Linked DNA regions of Sus scrofa: all the other regions are linked to region 3. The links are chromatin contacts, called in public HiChIP or PLAC-seq maps. All regions are on one chromosome and are shown on one strand. Each heading gives the region's core, a stretch centred on a gene start, on an enhancer-like site or on the middle of the called end of the contact. The rest is flanking DNA. Distances are from core to core; before and after follow the strand shown. Region 1 has its middle 52 kb from the start of MIR7136. Region 2 has its middle 77 kb from the start of ADTRP. Region 3 overlaps HIVEP1 (zinc finger protein 40).

Region 1 (4,027 bases), core at 903-3,402, 350 kb before region 3:
GCACACATGTAACACAGGATTTTTGAAAGATGTATGTGTATTTATGTACGGGTGAGCATTTTTATTACACTTGCGGATGAAGCCAGAGTTCCAGGTTGTTATCATTATGGCATAAATAGCAAGATTTTTTTTTCTTGTTATTTTTCTTGTCTTTCTCCCTTCACCTCCCCCAATCCTGCCACTTCCCGTCTAAACACAGGAATATACTAATCAGGGAAATATGCACTGCTGTTTAGTAAAGGGGTCAAATCCATTTGGACGGAATTCCAGGCTCAACGTGCTAACAATGGCAGGAAACCGGGTCCTCGAGCTGGAGCTGTTGAACGATAGACTGTTGAAAGAGCCGGCCCTGGGGTATGCTACTTTGGCTTGCTTTGTGTTTGGAATGCAGCAATTGTTCCAGACACAATGAGGGATCTGTCTGTCCACACAGGAGAAGTTGTAATTACAGGAACAGAAGCTAAATTACTGCTCTTAATTGCAAATGGTCTGTATACAATGCTGCTCATTTGTCCTCTGGACAGTATAAGGATAGGCAGGATTTTTAATTTAATGATTTTGGTGAGTGGACCTTTTATCTTACATCTACTTTATTCTCCCACAGGTGTTACCAGGATCCTTTCGACTACCTGTCTTGTTGATTTTGATGACTCAGCCCGTACATGATATTGTCTCTGCTGAGAACACAGGGTGTTGAAAGTCTGTCTGTCTTTGGCGTCCTAAAACCTTGATTTGTTGTGGCCATATAATCACTTAGGAACCATTTCCTAATTAGAAAAGAAGGATGGATTCTGGCCTGGCATCATGTTCTAGGAAAACAACTACAACATGAGAATCTGTAGCCAAACATGACCACCAAGTGGACATATACGTATTTTTAATTGTGAGCTAGGATCTTTGTCTCTTTATCTCCTAGAGCCTACCATACGCCCTATTGTATTGGGAATGGGTTGAAAAGGTGTATTCCATGAGCTTACAGTCTCAAGTGGGGCACCGACACATGTCAATGAACGAGGCAGAGGGACCGTACAGGGACTGAGTAATGCATGCTTTGTGGCCTGTAGATAAGAATGATGGGGAACATTTCAAGAAATAGCCAAAACCCTTTCCTCACACATGGTTGAGATGTGGACCAATACTAAACTAGTCACTGGTACGGCCAACAGGTTGACTCAGACCAATCAGGCTCACTTAAGGAGACGGAGGCAGGGGCAGTGTTCATCCACATGGGGTGGAAAGGGAGTTACATACCTGAATAAAATCCAGGCTTTGTTTGAAAGCAGGCAGGGGAATGCTGCTGGGAGATAACCAATAACACCCAATGCCTTCCACTGACATGTCAGAGTCGCTCTGGCAGCAGTGCGGGGAATGGGGGTAGGGGCGGGGGCAGACTGAAGGCATGGGGGCAGGGAGGACGTGCTGCAGTATTTGGGGAGAGGTGATGAGGCCACGGACTGAAGTGATGACAGTTGCCAAGGAGAAAAGGGAAGAGTTCTGGGTATTGCGAGGAAGAAGTTATAGTAGTGATTCTTAAACATTTTGGGGAAAATGAACCCTTTCGAGAATCTGATGTAAGTACTTTTGTATTAAACATCAAGCTTGCTGATTTGCTCTGTTTTAGCATCAGTGTGACCTCAATGCTTGGGTCGGGTGGGCACCAGAGACTTCTGACCACATCATGGGGGTTGGAGAGATAAAGAATGAGAAGCAGCATTTATCAGGGACTGACTACTTGTATTATGCTCTGAGGCCCACCAAGCAGATGGGAAAACTGAGACATTATGTATGTTGTTCAATGTCCTACAAATGTCAGCTGCAGGGTCTAAGCTTGAGTTCATCTGAATCACAATACCAAGTAGCCTCCTACTGGTGCTTCCATATTTGGTCCACATATAAATTACAATGATTACCAGCTCTTTTCTTTCCTGCAATCCTTTGGTGGCCCCTGTTTGTACAGCTGAAGCAGACACTCACTACCTCATTCCTGTTTTGGGAGCTGACAGACGAATATTCAAGGAATGACATCAAGCGACTTTCCTCAAGGTCATTTCCTGCCCGTGATCTCTGCAAAGATCGCATTCCTTAAGGATGTGTAGGGGTCAGAAACAGTCCCTGTTCTGTCAGGAGAGAGATGCCTGGGGCAGCTGTAATAGGCAGATGAGTGTATGTGTGTGTCTACATCCTCTGCGACATGCTTTGCTGGTGAACACACACCCCCAGCACTCGGCTAAAAACAAACCGAGGTCTGCGAGGCTGCATGACTCATGCTTGAACTGAAGGTTTCACCCTGAGTCAATAATTCTCATTTAAAGGCAAATGCTGAGCTCAACAGCTACCAAGGTTACACTGCCTGGGGTAGCTCTTTGTATTAATTTGGCTGACTGGAAACAGCACCTACTTAGGTTCCTGGAGGAGAACATCCATACTTAGGTGGATGTTTTGTGCCTCTGCCCGGTTTCCTATCCAGGTCTCACATAAGAATGGCTGCAGCTATGGTTCTGCTAAGAGAAGGCAGCCTCGTGAATTGAACAAGGATGAGGTTTGGGGTTAGGAGCCCTGGTTTCATCTGCTGGTTCTGCCTTTTATGACCACACAGTGGTGGGTAATTTAGCCGTCTAAGCATTAGTTGACTACGAAATGGACATATCATGTTATTTGAAGAATATCCATGGTACTGGAAGAAAAGGTGTGAAAGTATCTGGGCACACAGTGGATGCTTAACAACAGGGGGGCAGCGTTTGCTCTGCTGCACGCCCTCCGCCTAGCTGAGACAGGGCTTTCTCCCTTCCCCCTTTATTTCACATTAAGAGCTTTATTTATTTCTTTAAAGGAGAAAGACATCCAGTCTAAGTGACGTATATTATATACACTCGAGTAGCTTTTGCCACTTCTCCCATCATCTCTGTATTTTGCACCACCCTACAGGAAGACATTAGTTATAACAAGCCTGAGGGGGAGGGAGAAGTGAAAGCCTGGAATTAGGAGACCTCACGTCTATCTCTGGCTCTTCTCTCACTTGCTAAGGGTCCGTGGAAAAGTCACCTACACTAGGACCTCCCTTTATTTGTCTGTAAAAAGAAAGGCTTGAATCAAAAGATTTTTCAGAGACTTCAGGCTCTTGCCGGGCTGTTTCTGGGGGCTGTTCTCTCTTAAGGATTGATAAAGTCCAGTGATAAGCTGTCCAGTGCATGAAACACTAGCAATCTGCTAAGTCTTGTTGTTTTTCTGTACTGACTGATACTTAGGACCAAACTACCTAAGGCCAGCACACTAAACGATGCCTTTACTATGAATGTTGCTCTAAAGTATGAGGCACACAGAGCTTGCCTCTGCTAATCAACCTACACATTTCCAGGAAAATTATTTTTTTTCCTTGTTATTCATCCACATGGCTTATGCATGTGGAGATTTTAAAACATGGTTGATTTATAAGGGGGTGGATTTCCCTGAAACATAATTTGCGTTAATTACGTCAGCTAGTTAAAATTGGTATGGGCTTGGCATGGGCTTCTTAAGATATTAAATGTTAGCTTCAGAAACACTCTCAAACCTTCTGAATTGTAGTATGCTAGAGATTGGAAGGAGCCTAAGGGATTTCTGGGCAATTCCTTCTCCTCTCATTTGTCCTCTTTTAGCTCAAAAATGAACTCTGTGTAAAATATATTACAGAAAAATTTCACTTAAGAGAAAGACCTTGGCAGGAACACAAATTGCCCCAAGTGGTGGGATATCTCAGATGGGATTTTTCTCAGTAAGACACTTAAATCCTCTATATTCTTAAAAAATTTACCAAATAAGGTGTATCAGGGCTTTTCATACCAAGTTCATTTGAAAGACATAGTTACACTGTGGCTGCTAGGATGTTCATGCGGATTTTGCCAGCAGGTGGCACCAAATATTTTCATTAGAAAAACAACACTGTGAAGGAAAACCTCTTGGGTGTCCTCCCTGCTCGTAAAAAAAAGCTTTTTAAGTGAGTGTTGTGGTTCATTCACCCAAATTCAGGAAACATGTGCCTTTCTTATTT
Region 2 (4,283 bases), core at 469-2,968, 300 kb before region 3:
TATCAGTGCTCCAACTTTGGCAGCATATTGGAATGACCTAGAAGTGCTTTTAAAACTCCTAATGCCTCATCCATAGCCTGGAACAATTCAGTCTCTCTTGAGGAGGGATTGGGCATAAACATTTTCATAAGCTCCCCAGGTGACTCTAAATGTGCAGGCAAGGCTGAATAGCTCTGCTGTGTTCAGCTCCAGCAGCTCTTTATACTATGGTGGACCCTTGAGCAACACAGATCTGAACTGCATGGATTCTTTTGTAGTAAGTACGACAGTACTACATGATCTGCTATTGGTTGCATCTGTGGATGTGAGCACAGAAGAACCTTGGATATGGAGGGCTGACTATAAATGGTACACAGATTTTCTACTGTGTGGAGGATGGGTGCCCCTAAGCCCTGTTCAAGGATCAGCTGTATTTCCTTCCCCATCTCCCCAACATGAGGCTCCTTGCTTACCTCCAGTGTTCATTTAACCCACTTCTGTGGCCACTGGAATTGCTAGGACTCTAGAAAGTGGGTTTTCCACAACAATGTGAGTTCCTTGGGGCCCCACACTTTCTCACATTGTATCAAAGGTTTTAAAATGAAATTGTTTAACATTTTGACCTTGAGGAGACATCATACAGGGGACAGAAACAAATTGGTAGAAGTTACATGGTGTAAAGAAAAGGGAGTATCTGAGCTGACCAGACTGGGCTGGGGCTCCATTTTTCTGGGGTAGTTTTTCCTTGGGCAGAGTCATCAACCTCACTAAGCCTGTTCTTTATCCTTAACATTGGGATGATAATGTCTGCCTTTCAGACAGGGAAGAGCTAGAGATAATGGATAGCAAATGGCCATCTTTGCTGGAAGCTCAATAGACGGTATGAACTATCGGTAACTGCTTGACTTAAGACAGACAAGAGAGGAATTAAAAGCCACAATTTTATATCCAGTGGCCTGTGACCCTCAGTCCCCTCATTTGTAAAATGGGGATAATGTATTGGGTTGAATAGCATCCTGCCAATATTACTGTCCACTTGCCACCCCAGTGTGACCTTATTAGAAAATAGGGTCTTTGCAAATGTGATTAGTTAAGGATATCAAAATGGAATCATCCTGAACTTAGAGTGGGCCCTAAAACCAATGACTGGTGTCTTGATGTGAGAAGGGAGAGGGGAATATAGGGACATGCAAACCAGAATCCGTATGAAGATGGAAGCAGAGACTGGAGGGATCGGGTAAGGATTACCCAAAACCCTCAGAAGGAGGGGTTCTTCCCTACAGGCTTCAAAGGATGCTGACACCTTGCTTTCAGACCACTAGCCTCCAGAACTGTCAGAGGATAAACTTCTGTTGTTTTTAATCCACCTAGTTTGTGGTCTTTTGTTATGGTAGCCCCAGGAAACCAATTCAGATAGTAATATAGTAGTTCTGGGTTATTGCATCATAAGTGAATTTATATTGTAAGTATAATTAAATTTAGAAATGGTAAAGTTTTAGCTAAGTGTTAATTAGGATTATTTAGATAGTGGATAAATAGCCTCATCTGATGATGATCTGTGTTAGGAGCCAAGGCCTCTGGTACTTGGAGGGTCTTTCAAGGGTGACTGTGTGAGAGATAAAGTGAAATGACAAGTGTGGCATGTAGAAAGGGACAGGATGAGAGTCAGTAAGGTGATAAGTCACAATCAAAGAGCTGCCTGCCCTGAGCAGCTCCACCCACCAACCAGAGAAAAAGGGCTGGCTGCCCTTTGATCTCAAGCGCACAAGTACAGTGCCATGTGACACACATAAACACATGCACACATAAATAGCTGAGAGCTTTGCTGGCTCCCATTCTTGGACACCCGCCCCTGAAGTTGCGCTTTCTTTCAGTCTGTCCCAATGAGCAGCCATAGAACCAAGATTCATGTGCACATGACATTTTCATTAAATCCACTACAATGTACAGCAAAATCTCCCTTTTCATTGTTGATCCAGTCGTATAAGCAACCCCTGTATTCCATGCCTAGGGTCTAAGATGGCTCCCAGGTGGGGCGGAAAGAGGTTCATCTTTAAGCTAGAAGGATAGTCTGCAACAGGTCTTTTCTTTCCCTTGATGTGGGGCTTACTTAGAAATCTACATTGCTGAGCAGGGGGACTATGACTGAATTGGTTGCAGACAGATCTCTTGGTTTCTTCTTCTTAGTTTGGTGATGTGAGGGCACTAAAAGGTCATGATGGCAGGAAGTCTAGCAGAGGAAAATACAGGCAGTGCCAATGCAATTTATTTTACAGTAGAATTTTATTGAACCCCATGATTTTAAAAACTGGTAAAGTTGAATTAATGCATGTACATAAAATATCAACATGAGTGCATTTTAGAATTTAGTTAGAAAAATTTTCAATGAAATAAAACATGCCTAGATTGAGAGTTTTCAGACTCCTGTACCAGATTCCTGGCAAGGTAGAAGTCATATAGTATTTGTTTTCCCAACTCTACATCATCTAACTTCATAATTTGAATCTTAATAAAATTAAGTGTTGAGTGAAAACAAATCCCAAAAGTGTAACCAAATATATTGGCTCAGGCCAGGCTTAAGCCTCAGCAGAAGGTCTTATAAGCTCTTGTAGTGGAAGCATTTTTTCTCTTCTTCCTGTCACACCTCAGAGGAGCCGAGTCTGAGCACAGCAGTTGCTAACAGAATGAAAGATAAAAAGATGCAAGCGGCCTGAGGGATGGCCATCATCCCTGTCCTCAGGCCATGGCATGCATGTGGCCAGGGCCATACACATGGTAGGCACTTTACTTATTCAGTGAATGAATGAATCCTACAGTACAGTAGGATGCAGTGTTGTGCAGCTTATAGATTGTTGCCCTGAGGTTGGATTGAGAAATCAATTTGATGGTCACAATATCTTTCAAATAATAGGATAGAAAATAAAGTAGTCTATCACACATGTTAGAAGTATGGAGTTCCCATCGTGGCACAGTGGAAACAAATCCGCCTAGGAATCATGAGGTTGCGGGCTTGATCCCTGGCCTCACTCAGTGGGTTACGGATCTGGCGTGGCCGTGAGCTGTGGTATAGGTTGCAGACTTGGCTTGGATCCTGCATTGCTGTAGCTGTGGTGTAGGTCAGCAGCTGTAGCTCCAATTAGACCCCTAGCCTGGGAGCCTCCATATGCCGCTGGTGCAGCCCTAGAAAAGCAAAAAAAACCCAAAAAACAAAAAACCAAAGTGTGTGTGTGTGTGTGTGCTGTGTCTGTATGTGTGTATATATGTTTACTAGGCCATGATGTAAAATAAATTCCAAAGGCATCAATCAGGAAATAATAAAAACCGCTGATGGAGTGTTGGTGCATTTGGGTTGGATTAATCTGACTTTGAATTCTGATACCATCATGAGACATTAAGGATGTTACCTAAATCTGTCTGAGGCTCGTGTATTTAAGGTCCACTGTACATCATGCACTTGCCATGTGTGGAGGATACAGTGGTGAATAAGATGCACCCTTGCCCTCAAAAAACCACACAGTCTGCCCTCAAAAAGTGTCAGTCTCTAGTCAACACTTCAGGGTCTTTGGGATTGGTTGATGAGATGTTTGGGTGAAAAGTAATTTGGGGGAAGTTCAGTCCTGCTGAAGTTCTTTAGGAGCCGGTGGAATCCATTTTTTCTCTTTGCTGTCTCCTCTCTTAAGAATGGTGACAAACGAACACTAACTTCTCTCCTCAGCCGTAAAGCAAGTTTAAATTCCTGTAGTGCCAGCCAGTTGGTCAAGACTTGAATTGTAAAGTGTGGCATGTTGCAGCTGTGCCTCCTCTTTCCACTCCGTCAAAGGTATGCAGAATTTTGCTGACCCATCAGTGGCCGAGGTCATCATCTACTCTATTTTGGGTCCTCTAACCATAGATTGGCTCTCTTAGAGAGGGTGAGAGTCAAGACACACACACCCAGTCATTTCTTGGTAGCCACAAGGTAAACCATTGTGAACTTAGTAAGATTTGCCCTCTTAGTCTGCAGCTGACCCTTTCTGTACCATTCCTTTTCTCACAATATCATTTTTATTCTTCCAAGCATACCTCTTCCCATATTAAAACTTGCTTTTAAATCATTGAACATACTTCATTGATAATTGAACAGGAATAAATGCAAGTCAAAAGATCACTCTTGGAGTTCCCATCGTGGCGCTGTGGTTAACGAATCCGACTAGGAACCATGAGGTTGCGGGTTCGATCCCTGGCCTTGCTCAGTGGGTTAAGGATCCAGCGTTGCCGTGAGCTGTGGTGTAGGTTGCAGATGCAGCTCGGATCCTGCATTGCTG
Region 3 (3,986 bases), core at 1,232-3,731:
ACACATTTCTGTGTATGGCTTTCACTGACCTCCAGAGTGCTGAAGCATTTTTCGTTTGTTTGTTTGCAGTTTTGTCTCGCTTTAAAAGTTGTGTTGAGGGAGAGGATTTATTGATGTCTCATTTTGTGATTGCTGCATTTCCTCTGGAAGTGTTGTGAGTGTCCCCCTGTGGCAGGCACGACCCTGGGCCTTGTGTACATCAGGTTGCACAATGCATTTTGGAAAGCTTCTGCTCGACTGCTCATAGATACCCAGTGAGTTGGCTGAAAATCGAGTTGCTTTTTAAAAGATACGGAAAAGTGGGAGTTCCTGTCATGGCTCAGTGGTTATTAAGCCCGACTAGTATCCATGAGGACCGGGGTTCAATCCCTGGCCTCGCTCAGTGGGTTAAGGATCTGGTGTTGCCTTGAGCTGTGGTGTAGGTCACAGACATAGTTTGGATCCCATGTTGCTGTGTCTGTGGTATAGACCAGCAGCTACAGCTCCGATTTGACCCCTAGCCAGGGAACCTCCCTATGCGAAGAGTGCAGTCCTAAAAAGACATGCATACATACATACATACATACATACATACTAAGGAAAAGTGAGGAGTTCCCATTGTGGCTGAGTGGGTAAAGAACCCAACATAGTGTCCATGAGGATGTGGGTTCCATCCTCATCTTGCTCAGTGAGTTAAGGATCTGGCATTGCCAGAGGCTACAGTGTAGGTCACAGATGCATGCAAGGATCTGGCACTGCTATGGCTTTGTGTAGTCTACAGCTGCAGCTCCAGTTCAGCTTCTAGTCTAGGAACTTCCATATGTTGCAGGTTCAGCTGTTAAAAAAAAATTAAAAAATAAAAATGAAAGATAGGAAAGGTGAGATGATTTTGGTTTTAGGATACCATTGTAGCTGTTATTGATATTTTATTTTATTTTATTTTTATTTTATTTCATTGTCTTTTTAGGGCCACACCTGTGACATATGAAGGTTCCCAGGCTAAGGGTCCAATTGGAGCTGTAGCTGCCAGCCTACGCCAGAGCCACAGCCACACCAGATCCAAGCTGTGTCTGCGACCTCCACCACAGCTCATGGCAACACCAGATCCTTAACCCACTGAGCAAGGCCAGGGATCAAATCTGAAACCTCATGGTTCATAGTCAAATTCGTTTCCGCTGCACCACTGTGGGAACTCCTATTATTGATATTTTAAATCCGTACTACTCATAGAAATACTAGCCTACTGATAAGTACATCAAAGCTTCTATCACTGAAAGTGTAGTTTAGTTGGAAAAAAAGGAAAAGCAAGGGCTTGCAAGTTTGGGGCTGTGGAATTGGGGTTGAACCCTGATTCTGCGACTTACTAGGTCTGTGATTTACAGAGTGTTATTTAATCCCTCTGAGCCTTTGCTTGCTCACCTTAAAATGTGGATAATAACAGCTACCTGATGAGTTATTGTGAAGATTAAAGATAACATGGATGGAAGACCTGATACATAGTAGGTGTTCAGTAAATGTTAGTGTACACACCCAGCAGGTTTGGGGTCGGGGATGTAGTTTTGGTAAGTTTTTTTTTTTTTTAAGTCAGAGTATCTGCTTCTTGCTTTATTTAGTTTTTTTCTCCTTTTATTGGATAATTTTGGTATTTATATGGTCATCAAGGCATACAGTGTATTTTTTTCAGAGTGCATTTTGATTAACTTCTCTTATCAGATATCCAGATGTTCCTGGTGTTTCATAGCAATTTCTTTCCTAAAATCTAAATTTTACATGTTTGTAAGTTACCATGAAACTTTTTACAGCCACTTAGTAGTGAATGAGCTTATATATATACATATATATATATATATATGTAAGACTATTTTGTTGGGAGGTCTTTAAAGTATAAAGACAGTGGATTGTTATCTGGTCATTCTCAGGACGCAGTTGGAAAGGGCAGACAAAGTCTCTGGTAGAGATTATCAGAGGCTTTTACGGAGACATCTTCTCGGATCTTACTGGACCAGAGCTCACGCTGGTCAACCTCAGAGGCTCCGTTCTACAATATTGTCATTAATAAGGAGGAAGCGGTGACTCGGGGTACATCGGGTTTTAGTGTCATCTTTGGTTCAGAGAGGATGAGATTGGACTCTGGCATAGCCACGTGCTCTTAATGTAAGCAGCCATACTTCCATACGATTTCATAGAAATGAAGAGTTAACAATTTCTCTTAACAATTTACTTAACTCTGGCAGGGTGCCTTACGCCTAGAATAGTTTGTAATGCTTTTTATTAAGTTTATTAAAAATTAAATTTCTAGACACTGCCTCTTCTTAGAATCCTGTAATTTTCTTCCAAAGAATGTGTTTGTTGTGGATAATGTTTTTGTCAAGAGTAACTCTTAAAGTACTCGGAGAGCTATAAATTTTGAATTAGTGACATTGCAGAATGTAGAAAGAGAGGAAGTCAGGCTTCAGAGCTCCTTTATTGTGATGTGAGATCAGGAGGTCACTGGCCTCAGCGTGGACAGGACCAGGCGGACACTTTGCAGGCAGGCCCCTCGCATGTACAAATACAGCCCTCTGCTGACTGGGGCGAGGTCCGGTTTAACAACCTGCATACCTGTGCATACGTGATACGGCCAAGTTCTGTAGTTAAATAATGGATTTTGTAAATATTACATGGTCCTTTAGCACCTGCCTTTGTTGCAGGAGTAAAAGACAGAGTTATATTTTCATGTAGCTTCTATTTTTTTTTTTTTTTTAATTTTATGGCCACACCCATAGCATATGCAATTTCTCAGGCCAGGGATTGAATGTGAGTCACAGCTGTGACCTGTGCCCCAGCTGCAGCAATGCCAGATCCTTTAACCCACTGCGCCAGGCCCGGGATCGAGCTCGCACTTCCAAAGTGACCTGAGCTGCTACAGTCGGGTTCTTAACCCACTGCACTACAGCGGGAACTTCTCATGTGGCTTCTCTTAAACACTAATACAAATATGTCTCTTGAGACAGGCCTTTAATGGGTTTATAAAAATGATTATTTTTTTCCCTTCAGGCTTTAAATATCATATTTTTGACAGCAGTAACCACGATAAAAATTGTAGGAGAATTTTATTAGATGAAGTAAAGGTTTGGACTTTCTGTTCTGTGTAGATTGGCTATTTTGTCCCATGTGCTCAGGGAACATTTGATGAATAAGCATGCAAAGTGCCATGCCCCCTGAGGGCTCTGGACCGAATGCAGCCCCCACGACCCTGTGGTTCAAGAGGGACAGGCAGACTAGGCCCCAGTAGTAACAGGTGCAAAGTGGTCAGGCCATGGGCCCCTGGAGCTGTCAGGGGCCTCTGGGAAGGTGGACAGTGCTTTCTGGTTCAGTGGGAAGCTACCCCCCAAGCCTTAAGAAATCCTCTTTACTTCCTGTTTTATTTTGAACTAATTCTCCAGGTCCCATTTAGTATAGAAAACCTACGTATACAGATTTTTTCCTCTCTTTTTTTTCCCGATTTTCTTTCATTGTGGGAGCCTGCAAAGGAGGAAAGGGGAATTCAGTGGTAAGAGGTGTGGTTAAGGGGAGCAGCCTGGACACTTGATGCGGTTGCTCCACTTGACAGTTGGGCCCGGCTGCGTGTGGGCATCTGACCTGACGTGTCGCTGGAAAAGCCCTAAAAGTGCAGGATCTCAATGAAAATATCCTGGAAAAACAATTCCAGTAAAGGCGGGAGTTGGACACGTGTGAAATTTAGGAAAAATACCATTTCTGTGAATCAAGCCCTTGGTACCAGATACATGAAGAACTACTGACACCTCATGGATGGGGATGTTATTATTTTCAGTTCAGTCAAGTGTGTGTGGTGTGTGTGTGTGTGTGTGTGTGTGTGTGTGTGTGTGTGTGTGTGTGTGTGTGTGTGTGTGTGTGTGTAGCAGAGTCTGTGTGTGAGTCCAGACAGGTCTGTGGCCCTGGCTCAGATTGGTCTTTGAGTTTAATCAGTGACGGTGAAAGCTGTCGAGTATATTCTCAAGGTATTT

Evidence for each region. HiChIP or PLAC-seq counts read pairs in DNA pulled down with a chosen protein or histone mark.
Region 1: a contact with region 3 is called in an H3K27ac HiChIP or PLAC-seq map of skeletal muscle. The contact joins two enhancer-like sites. A contact is called at or near these places in 7 of 47 Hi-C or Micro-C datasets (adipocytes, embryonic fibroblasts, fetal liver and 4 more) and 2 of 2 datasets of contacts at active chromatin or transcription factors (alveolar macrophages and skeletal muscle).
Region 2: an H3K27ac HiChIP or PLAC-seq map of skeletal muscle shows a contact between it and region 3. The contact joins two enhancer-like sites. A contact is called at or near these places in 4 of 47 Hi-C or Micro-C datasets (alveolar macrophages, embryonic fibroblasts, fibroblasts and 1 more) and 2 of 2 datasets of contacts at active chromatin or transcription factors (alveolar macrophages and skeletal muscle).

Annotation. Positions count from the first base shown.
Region 1 is chr7:8,185,364-8,189,390 of Sscrofa11.1, forward strand. No RefSeq gene overlaps it. Among named protein-coding and RNA genes, the nearest start is that of MIR7136, 52 kb to the left of the region's middle. Within about 2 kb of position 2,153, at least 36 of the 83 cell types and tissues checked have an H3K27ac peak or open chromatin away from gene starts, as enhancers often do. A contact at or near this core is called in skeletal muscle, where this site is marked.
Region 2 is chr7:8,235,038-8,239,320 of Sscrofa11.1, forward strand. No RefSeq gene overlaps it. Among named protein-coding and RNA genes, the nearest start is that of ADTRP, 77 kb to the right of the region's middle. Within about 2 kb of position 1,719, at least 11 of the 83 cell types and tissues checked have an H3K27ac peak or open chromatin away from gene starts, as enhancers often do. A contact at or near this core is called in liver and skeletal muscle, where this site is marked.
Region 3 is chr7:8,538,925-8,542,910 of Sscrofa11.1, forward strand. All of the region lies in intron 2 of HIVEP1 (zinc finger protein 40), which reads left to right. Among named protein-coding and RNA genes, the nearest start is that of HIVEP1, 25 kb to the left of the region's middle. Within about 2 kb of position 2,482, at least 11 of the 83 cell types and tissues checked have an H3K27ac peak or open chromatin away from gene starts, as enhancers often do. A contact at or near this core is called in liver and skeletal muscle, where this site is marked.